Linked DNA regions of Oryctolagus cuniculus: region 1 is linked to region 2. Evidence: chromatin contacts called from public Hi-C data. All regions are on one chromosome and are shown on one strand. Each heading gives the region's core, a stretch centred on a gene start, on an enhancer-like site or on the middle of the called end of the contact. The rest is flanking DNA. Distances are from core to core; before and after follow the strand shown.

The links. Hi-C and Micro-C count contacts between places; a contact is called where the count stands out from the background.
Region 1: a contact with region 2 is called in a Hi-C map of liver, with 6 times the contacts expected there. The contact joins the promoter of RCBTB1 here to the enhancer-like site in region 2. A contact is called at or near these places in 4 of 6 Hi-C or Micro-C datasets (ear pinna, liver, skin fibroblasts and 1 more).

Annotation. Positions count from the first base shown.
Region 1 is chr9:68,905,955-68,910,051 of mOryCun1.1, forward strand. RCBTB1 (RCC1 and BTB domain containing protein 1) reads right to left here and starts at 1,303. Exons shown (of 14, transcript XM_008273852.4): 1 at 1,223-1,303; 2 at 699-947.
Region 2 is chr9:68,627,501-68,631,227 of mOryCun1.1, forward strand. CAB39L (calcium binding protein 39 like) reads right to left here. Exons shown (of 12, transcript XM_070048887.1): 12 at 2,356-2,720. The coding sequence ends at 2,541. Among named protein-coding and RNA genes, the nearest start is that of CDADC1, 68 kb to the left of the region's middle. Within about 2 kb of position 1,776, at least 1 of the 8 cell types and tissues checked has an H3K27ac peak or open chromatin away from gene starts, as enhancers often do. A contact at or near this core is called in ear pinna, where this site is marked.

The DNA.
Region 1 (4,097 bases), core at 53-2,552, 280 kb after region 2:
AGGGGGAGGAGCCGGAGGCGGAGCGTGAGGGCGCCGGGCCCGCCGGTCACGTGGCCGAGCGGCTTCACGTGACCCTGGGCGCTTGCCAGGCCCCGGCCCTGAACCCCTGCACCTTGGACCCTGGGACTGCGCGAGGCCCTGCAAGCATTCGCAGGGTGTCCCGCGGTGGCTGCTGCCTGGCCTTACTTGGTTTTGTCTCTCCAGCGCGAGGGGCGAGCCTCTGTCCTTCCTCGCCGGGTGGCTTCGCAGTGGGGAGGACCGGCCTCCTGCTCCAGGGAAACCCGGGACGGAAAAGCCAGCGGGGAAAACCCTTCCCCCGCAACTAGATGGCCCTGAGGCGCTGCCTGGGATAAATGGCCGCACAAGGGAGACCTTTGTTTCACCTGGAAACCTGCCTCTGCCTCCCTACCCGGTTCGGATTGGAAGCACCAAAGCCAGGGGCAGGGAAGATAGAGGTACCTGGGAAGCAGGCTGCCAAGGTCAGAAGGGACCCAAGAGGCCATCTGAGGCAAGCTATTTCTTATTACGAATACAAGTGCGTAAACTGAGGCCAGGAGAGGGGCTGCTGCCTGAAGCTCGCACGGAGAGCGCAGTCATCTTTGTAAAACACCATCCAGATCGCAGCACTCCCAGGTGGCACTGCAGGCTGAAGTCCACACTCCTAGCAAAGCACTGCATGCAACCGTGTTCAGATTTACCTTTCCCAGATAAACTCCCGTGAACAACCAGGAAAAACTCTTCGTTCTCCAAGCGTCACCGAACAGCTTCCTGATTAAAAGAAACCAGCTTTTCTTCACCTGCCCCTTGCGCAGTTTCTCTAGGCGCTGGTTTTCGTGATAACTTTCTTTGGAGTCTTCCTTTTCCCCTAAATCACTTTATTCTTCTTCGTGTTTTTTCAGTCTTTTGCCTCCATCTGAAACATCCGGAATCAATAAATTCCTTAAAACCTGAGCCAAGACAGGAAAGAGGTGAAAGCAGATTTCATTGAGACAGGATTACAGTTTGGAAATGGAGCCCAGTTGTGTGGATTGTATTTTCTGCTCTCTCCTTCTATCGCAATAGTTTCTGAATAAAATCTGTATTTACCCCTTCACTGTGGAGCTCCGTTATTCTTTAGCAACACCTGTTCTAGATTTTTTTTTTTTTTGTCACTTAACACATAGCTAAGAAAAGCTACCCATGAAGGAAGGTGTTTTTGTTTTTGTTTTTGTTTTCAACTCACGGTTTAAAAAGTTTGCTCTCCAAGATGAGGCAGGCTTGAGCTGTCTGGTGAGGATGCAGTGGCAGGAGCTTGCAGCACATGGCCAGAAGCAGGTTTTTATAATCATCTCAGGGCACTCCACCCAGAGACCTAAGGACCTCCCACTAGGCCCTCCTCCTGAACACCACAGTTGGATTGTTCCCACCCTCTGAGTCCCATAAACTTGTGACTTTGGGGCTCAAACATGTGCATGAGTTAGCAACCAAATCTTGTTCACCTCACAGCAACCCCCAAAGTACACATCAGGCTCCTACTCATCTTTCAAAATCCAGGTCAAACACCACCTACTCATCCTTGTAGTCTCTTCCTGCATCTGCCACCCAAATTCAGCAGCTTCGAGTCGTTAGGTAAATTCAGTGTCAGCTGCAACTTCTTCCTGGATCTCTTGAACACAGCACATATTCCGATAGGTAAATTTCACATTTCCCGAATGTGCTGTACGTTTCCTTGAGAACTGATTGTCCATTGCCATCTTCTCTCCTGGATGATGAACTCTTTTTATAAGGGCTCTCTCAGCTTGGTACTGTCCCTAGCATGTTGTAGATCCTCAATATCCTTTGAATCAAGTGGCTCAGCCAAAGTAGCAGTTTGGTGAGTTCACTGAAAGAGGACTATTTTGCTCAAAGAATTGGAATCAGGTTTTTTTTTCCTATAACCTGACAAAAGAATCTCTGTAAAATGTGGAAGGGCATGAGGCTTGAGTGATCATATATTTCCTGAGCATTCAATGTTCATTATGTGTCAGATATCATATGTGAAGCATCTTGGGGAATAAAAAGGTAAATGGGACACATTTTTGCTCATTCCAGAAGTTGCTAACCTTAAGGAATGTATAGTCTGGTTCATTATTCCAGGACAGGGTAAAGAAGTCTCATGATACAAGATGTAAGGAAACACAGAGGAAGCCCATAAACTAGGAGTTGGGAAAAAGCTTCCTGGACAGCTGAAGTTGGAGGATAAGTAGTAGAGGGAGAGAGAGGCACAGACTTGCAGAAGAGAACCCTGTGCTCAAAGGAAGTAAGTCATGAAACTTATTTTTCAGGGAATAGTAATTCAACCTGAATTGCTGGATGTGGTGACTTTATTTACCTCTGGGACAAAGGCAGCCTAAAAAATTTCGATACACTTGACAAAGTGATATATTTAATGGTATTTGTGTTTATTGGGTTGAGTAACTTTCTATCGGACAAATTGTGGGCTCTTCCTCTGAAATTTACCTGGACAAGTGCCAGGTGAGTTTTTAACCTTTCTTCTCTAGCCCCCAAAGCACTCTATGATTATCATCTTTAAAAAAATCAAAATTACTTGTTCCAAAGCAGCTTATTTTGGAGCATTTGAACTTTTTATACAGGGTAAAGGATTCCAATTTATAAATAGTAGATTAAAGGCTGGCGCCATGGCTCATTAGGCTAATCCTCCGCCTTGCAGCGCCGGCACACCGGGTTCTAGTCCCAGTCGAGGCACCGGATTCTGTCCTGGTTGCCCCTCTTCCAGGTCAGCTCTCTGCTGTGGCCAGGGAGTGCAATGGAGGATGGCCCAAGTCCTTGGGCCCTGCACCCACATGGGAGACCAGGATAAGTACCTGGCTCCTGGCTTCAGATCAGTGCAATGCGCCGGCCACAGCGCGCCAGGCCACAGCGGCCATTGGAGGGTGAACCAACGGCAAAAGGAAGACCTTTCTCTCTCTCTCCCTCTCCCTCTCTCTCTCTCACTGTCCACTCTGCCTGTCAAAAAAAAAATAGTAGATTAAAGAAGAACCTGGACACTCTGCTTCCACCCTGGGGGTCAGGGGACTACACCTAATGCCAACATATGGTCACACTGGTCAACAGCCTGTGTCAAGAATCCCACAGAGCCATGTAAAGTTTAAGATAAAGTAGAATGGGGCTGGCACTGGTGTAGTAGGCTAAGCATCTGCCTAAGGCACTTGCATCCCATATGGGTGCCAGTTCAAGTCCTGGCTGCTCCTCTTCTGGTCCAGCTCTCTGATTATGGCCTAGGAAAGCAGGAGAAGATGGCCAAGTGCTCAGGCCCCTGCACCCACGTGACAGACCCAGAAGAAGCTCCTGGCTTCAGACTGGCCCAGCTCTGGCCATTGTGGCCATTTGGGAGTGAACCAATGGATGAAAGACCTTTCTCTCTGTCTTTCCCTCTCTCTCTCTGTAACTCTAACTCTCAAATACATTTAAAAAAAAAATGATGAAGCAGACATAGGAAAACAATCCCCATCACTCCTTGGGACTTCAGAGTGTCATTTCAGCAAAGGCGGAAGGGGTAGAATTGCCTCTTTCTTACACTCTCTTTTCCTGCCCGGGGCTTTTCTGCTGTGTTATTCAGGCAAGTCAGGGTCAGTCAGTTCAGTCCCAGTTCCTTCAGCTGGCCTAACTTTGCCAAGAAAAATCTTCTGAAGCTCCCTTAGGAATATACCTGTTTTTCACAGGCCATTGAAAATTAGCGGGATTGGGTAAGCAAGAAAGAGTAAGAGGATTTTCGACTACTTCTTCAAAGACTTGAGTGCTATTTCTTCGGGGAACATGAAAGCAGCTGGGAGCACACAGATGCTCTCCAGCTTTTTGCCTCTGCTCCTGCCCTCTCCGGGTTGGCCACGACTGGTGATGGCTAAATGGGGAGCGTTGAGAGCACCGTGTATGAGCACTTGCCCGCTTACATAATACACGGGCAGGGAATCTGTCCTGACAGCCTCAAAACTGAAGATGACATACGGAATGTGTCTGGAAGAGGCTCCACCTTGATTTTCAATGAGCTTAACCAAGTGAGGTAAATATCAATATCATCAGTCACAATGCATTCTACAACCTCCACCATCCATTAAACT
Region 2 (3,727 bases), core at 526-3,025:
GAGAACTGTGAGGCTGGGGGTCAGGGACACTGCAAGGGACATGTGCCACCGAGCCTTTCCTCCAAAAGTAGTGCTCACGCTTGGGCCGATGCTGGGTGTTAGTGGGGAACTCCGTCCAAGAACACCATGAGCTCCATCCCTGCTGGCCTCCCGCCAGGCCTGAATGCCTGCGGAGCCTCCCAGGGAGCAGCAGATGTAGGGGCAGGAGGGAGGGTTCACCCTGTAACTCCCGCCCCCGGCCTCCCCTAGGGATGGGTGGGAAAGACCCAGGACTGGGCCTCAGCTGACGGAGTGTTTGTAGCCAGCACCCCCTGTGCTGGGTGGGGCCCTATGAAGCCCCTCCGGCCTCAGGGTCCTCACATGTGAAGGCGCACTGACCCCTGGCCGTGGCCGGCAGGTGGCGCTCAGCCAATGGAGGTCTGTAGGCTTCCCCAATGAATGTGTGCAGGCCCCTGGCGGCCAGAGAACGCCGAGGAGAACCCAAGGCTGGACCCCTGTGCTGGCCCAAGGCCGGCCCTTTCCCTGAGGGCTGGCGCTTACCCTGTTTGGAGTGGGTGAAAGCCCACTCCAGCAGAGCAAGGAGCCCATCAGGGAGTAGGGCTACCTTTTCATTTAGTCAGTCTTTATTTAAAGGTGTGCTTTTGAAATAGCCTATTAAATATGACCTTTTCAAAATTCAATTTCTCACAATTTACAGCAGTCTTTGTGCAAACATATTTTGACTGTGAATTCCTGCCGTTGCCCCCACCCCTGTCAGAGTTAACGATTTACAAATTCCTATCACAACATGACCCCAGCTACTTCATTTATTGCATCTGAGACTCCAGTGTTCTGTTTGACAGGTATTGAGCTGGGATAAAGGGTTGCTAGGGAAGAGCTAATTCAAGCCCAGAGGAAATAAAATATGAATTTTTGTTTTAATCAAAAAAGAATTATAACAAGGCCTTGCTTTCCAGTGGAAAACATGTGTCCCGTGGAGGTGTGGAACGCTGTTGAGCAACCAAATACATTCCCAATGGCTGTTTCACCCTCCTTTTTAAATAGCTACACTTATCTCTCTAATCAGTTCTAAGGGACTCTGGGCTGTCAGGGAGCATTATCAAGAGGATGTGACCTTCCAGGTCATGGGGGCGAGCTGCTGTGCACCCTCCTGTGGGAGGCGCTGTGGGCCCTACCCGCACCGTCCGCCCCAGGACCTGTGCCCGGCGTGGAAGCCAGCCCAGGAGGAGGCAGATGTGCTGCCAGCTCATTCCTCAGGTCAGAGCACTGATCCCGGGGACCACATTTCTCTTCCCAGCTCTGCGCAGAGGAATTTCTGGCTGAAGAAAAAGAACACAGCACTCAAGAACTGTAAAAATTAGCGATGGTTTCCGTGGGTAGCAGGAGCTCCAGCAACTGGACCTTTCGTGTCTTGTAAATAGAGCTTTAAATCCCATTTTACACACTGGATGCCTTCTGAAAATAAACCATGGCCTTTTAAATTTTTTGGTTCTATGCCTTAAGAAGCTCAACTAACTCCTTAATCATTCCACCCTGCAAGAGAGTATCTGGGACCAAAACTGTACACAGGTTTTCTACCTTTTCAATGAAGATTTCGATGGACGACTGTGGAATGACAACTTTCTAGAAAACGAACTGAAGAGTGATCTTCAGTCACCCGCGCATTGTTTTTGAACACTGAGCTCGAGGGGGTGAGGTCTCCCTGTGGAGGAGAGTTCACCGTGGCAACCCTCTGGCCCCGGGGTGCCAGCCGGCCGGGCCTGGCAACACAGGGACTCCCTGGCAGAATGCTCCAGCTCCACACAGCGCTCTCCATAAGGACAGCCAGGAGGGAAATGTGCGGCCCTCGCCGTGCTCCAGAGGCTGGGGCGCACCAGCAGGGCTCTGTGTGCAGCTCTCCAGCGAGCAAGGCACCCCTGCGGTCCTCTGTGCCCGGGGAGCTCGTGGGCCCTCCTGGTGCTCCCGGGTTGCTTCCAGGCTAACCCAGCTGCAGGTGGCGTGCAGGTGCCACATGAAGGGTGTGCTCAGGGGACCACTGGGAGGGAAGGTGGCACCGTGAGCAGCTTCGGGGCTGAGCTCCACAGAAAGTCAGGGACCATGCACTACCGTCAGACCATGTCAGGTAGGCCGCAAGAGGATGATAATGACCGACAACGTTCACCTTGGCTACTGGGATCTCTTAGTGCCTAAAGAGATCTGTGTGAGTGCAGACAGGCTGAGGGGATGTGCACCCCCCAGCCCTCCCCTGAGGACATAGCAGTGCCGTGACTTGGTGGCTGTGGTGACCCAGGGCTTGGCCCTGCAAGTTAAAATCCCATTTTATCACCGTCTAACAGAATGGCTCTGATCACACACTTGATTAGAATGAATATATTATTCTAGGTTAATGGTTTCCATTCCAACTTACGGAGCTTATGCTCCATCTATCCTGAACAATTAATTGAGAAAAAAGAGGCACCTCCACAGCCTTCCCCAGAACGATGTGACCCGATGACCCAGAAGGACACGGCGACAGTGGCGGCGGTGGTGACCCGGGCTCTTCAGGGGGCAGCCCTCTTCAAGTCGCGGATCTGTTTAATCAGGTAGTTCTTCTCGTCACTGAACTGCTCATCGTCTGTCCTCTCCTTCTGGAAGCTGCTCAGAAACTCAATGAGCTTGGGTTGATTTTTTAATAGAATCTCCACAATAGGCTGTGTTTTGTGAGGACTGGCCACAAACACCTGGAACAGAAAGAAACGAACATGTGGGCCAGGGACACACACCAGGGGACACAGGGACCCTCCCCTGTTTCCTGGGTCACTTTTGTTGAAGATTTATTTATTTATTTGAAAGGCAGAGTTCTAGGGAGAGATGGAGAGAGACAAAGATAGATCTTCCATTCATTGACTCATCAAATGGCCAAAGCTGCCAGGGCTGAGTCAGGCCAAAGCCAGGAGCCTCACATTCCATCCAGGGCTCCCAAACAGTGGTGGGGCGCTAGTACTTGGGTCATCTTCCACCACTGGATTGGAAGTGGAGCAGCCGGAACTCGAATGGGTGCCCACAGGGGATGCCGGCTTTACAGGCAGAGGCTTAACCCCGTGCCTCAGCAAGGCCCCCACTTGTCCTGTTAGCTCACAGAAAGCCCCGGACCATTCTCCTTTCTGAGATCAGCAGTAAGTCATCTTTCCTGTAACTCTCCTCACTACCTTGTATGGAACACCTCAGTGTTCTGTGACCAAGCATTACTTTAACTTTTTTTTTTTTTTTTAAGATTTATTTATTTATTTAAGAGGCAGAGTTAGAGAGAGAGAGAGAGGGAGGTAGAGAGAATGGCTGCAATGTACGGAGCTGGGCCAATCTGAAGCCAGGAGCTTCTTCTGAGTCCCTGATGTGGGTGCAGGGGCCCAAGCACTTGGGCCATCTTCTACTGCTTTCCCAGGCCATAGCAGAGAGCTGGATCAGGAGAGGAGCAGCTGGGACACAAACCCATATGGGATGCCAGGGCCACAGGCGGAGGCCTAGCCTATTATGCCACAGCGCCAGCCCCTTACTTTGACTTTTAAAAAGTTTAAAGTATTTTTATGTCATCCAGGTTTCCCACATAGGAGACAGGGACCCCAAGTACCTGAGCCATTATCTGCTGCCTCCAGTGTTGTGAAATGGCAGGAAACTGGATTGGAAGCAGAGGCAAGACTTAATCCCAGGCACTCCAGTTTGGGACCCAGGCATCCTAACCATTAAGCCA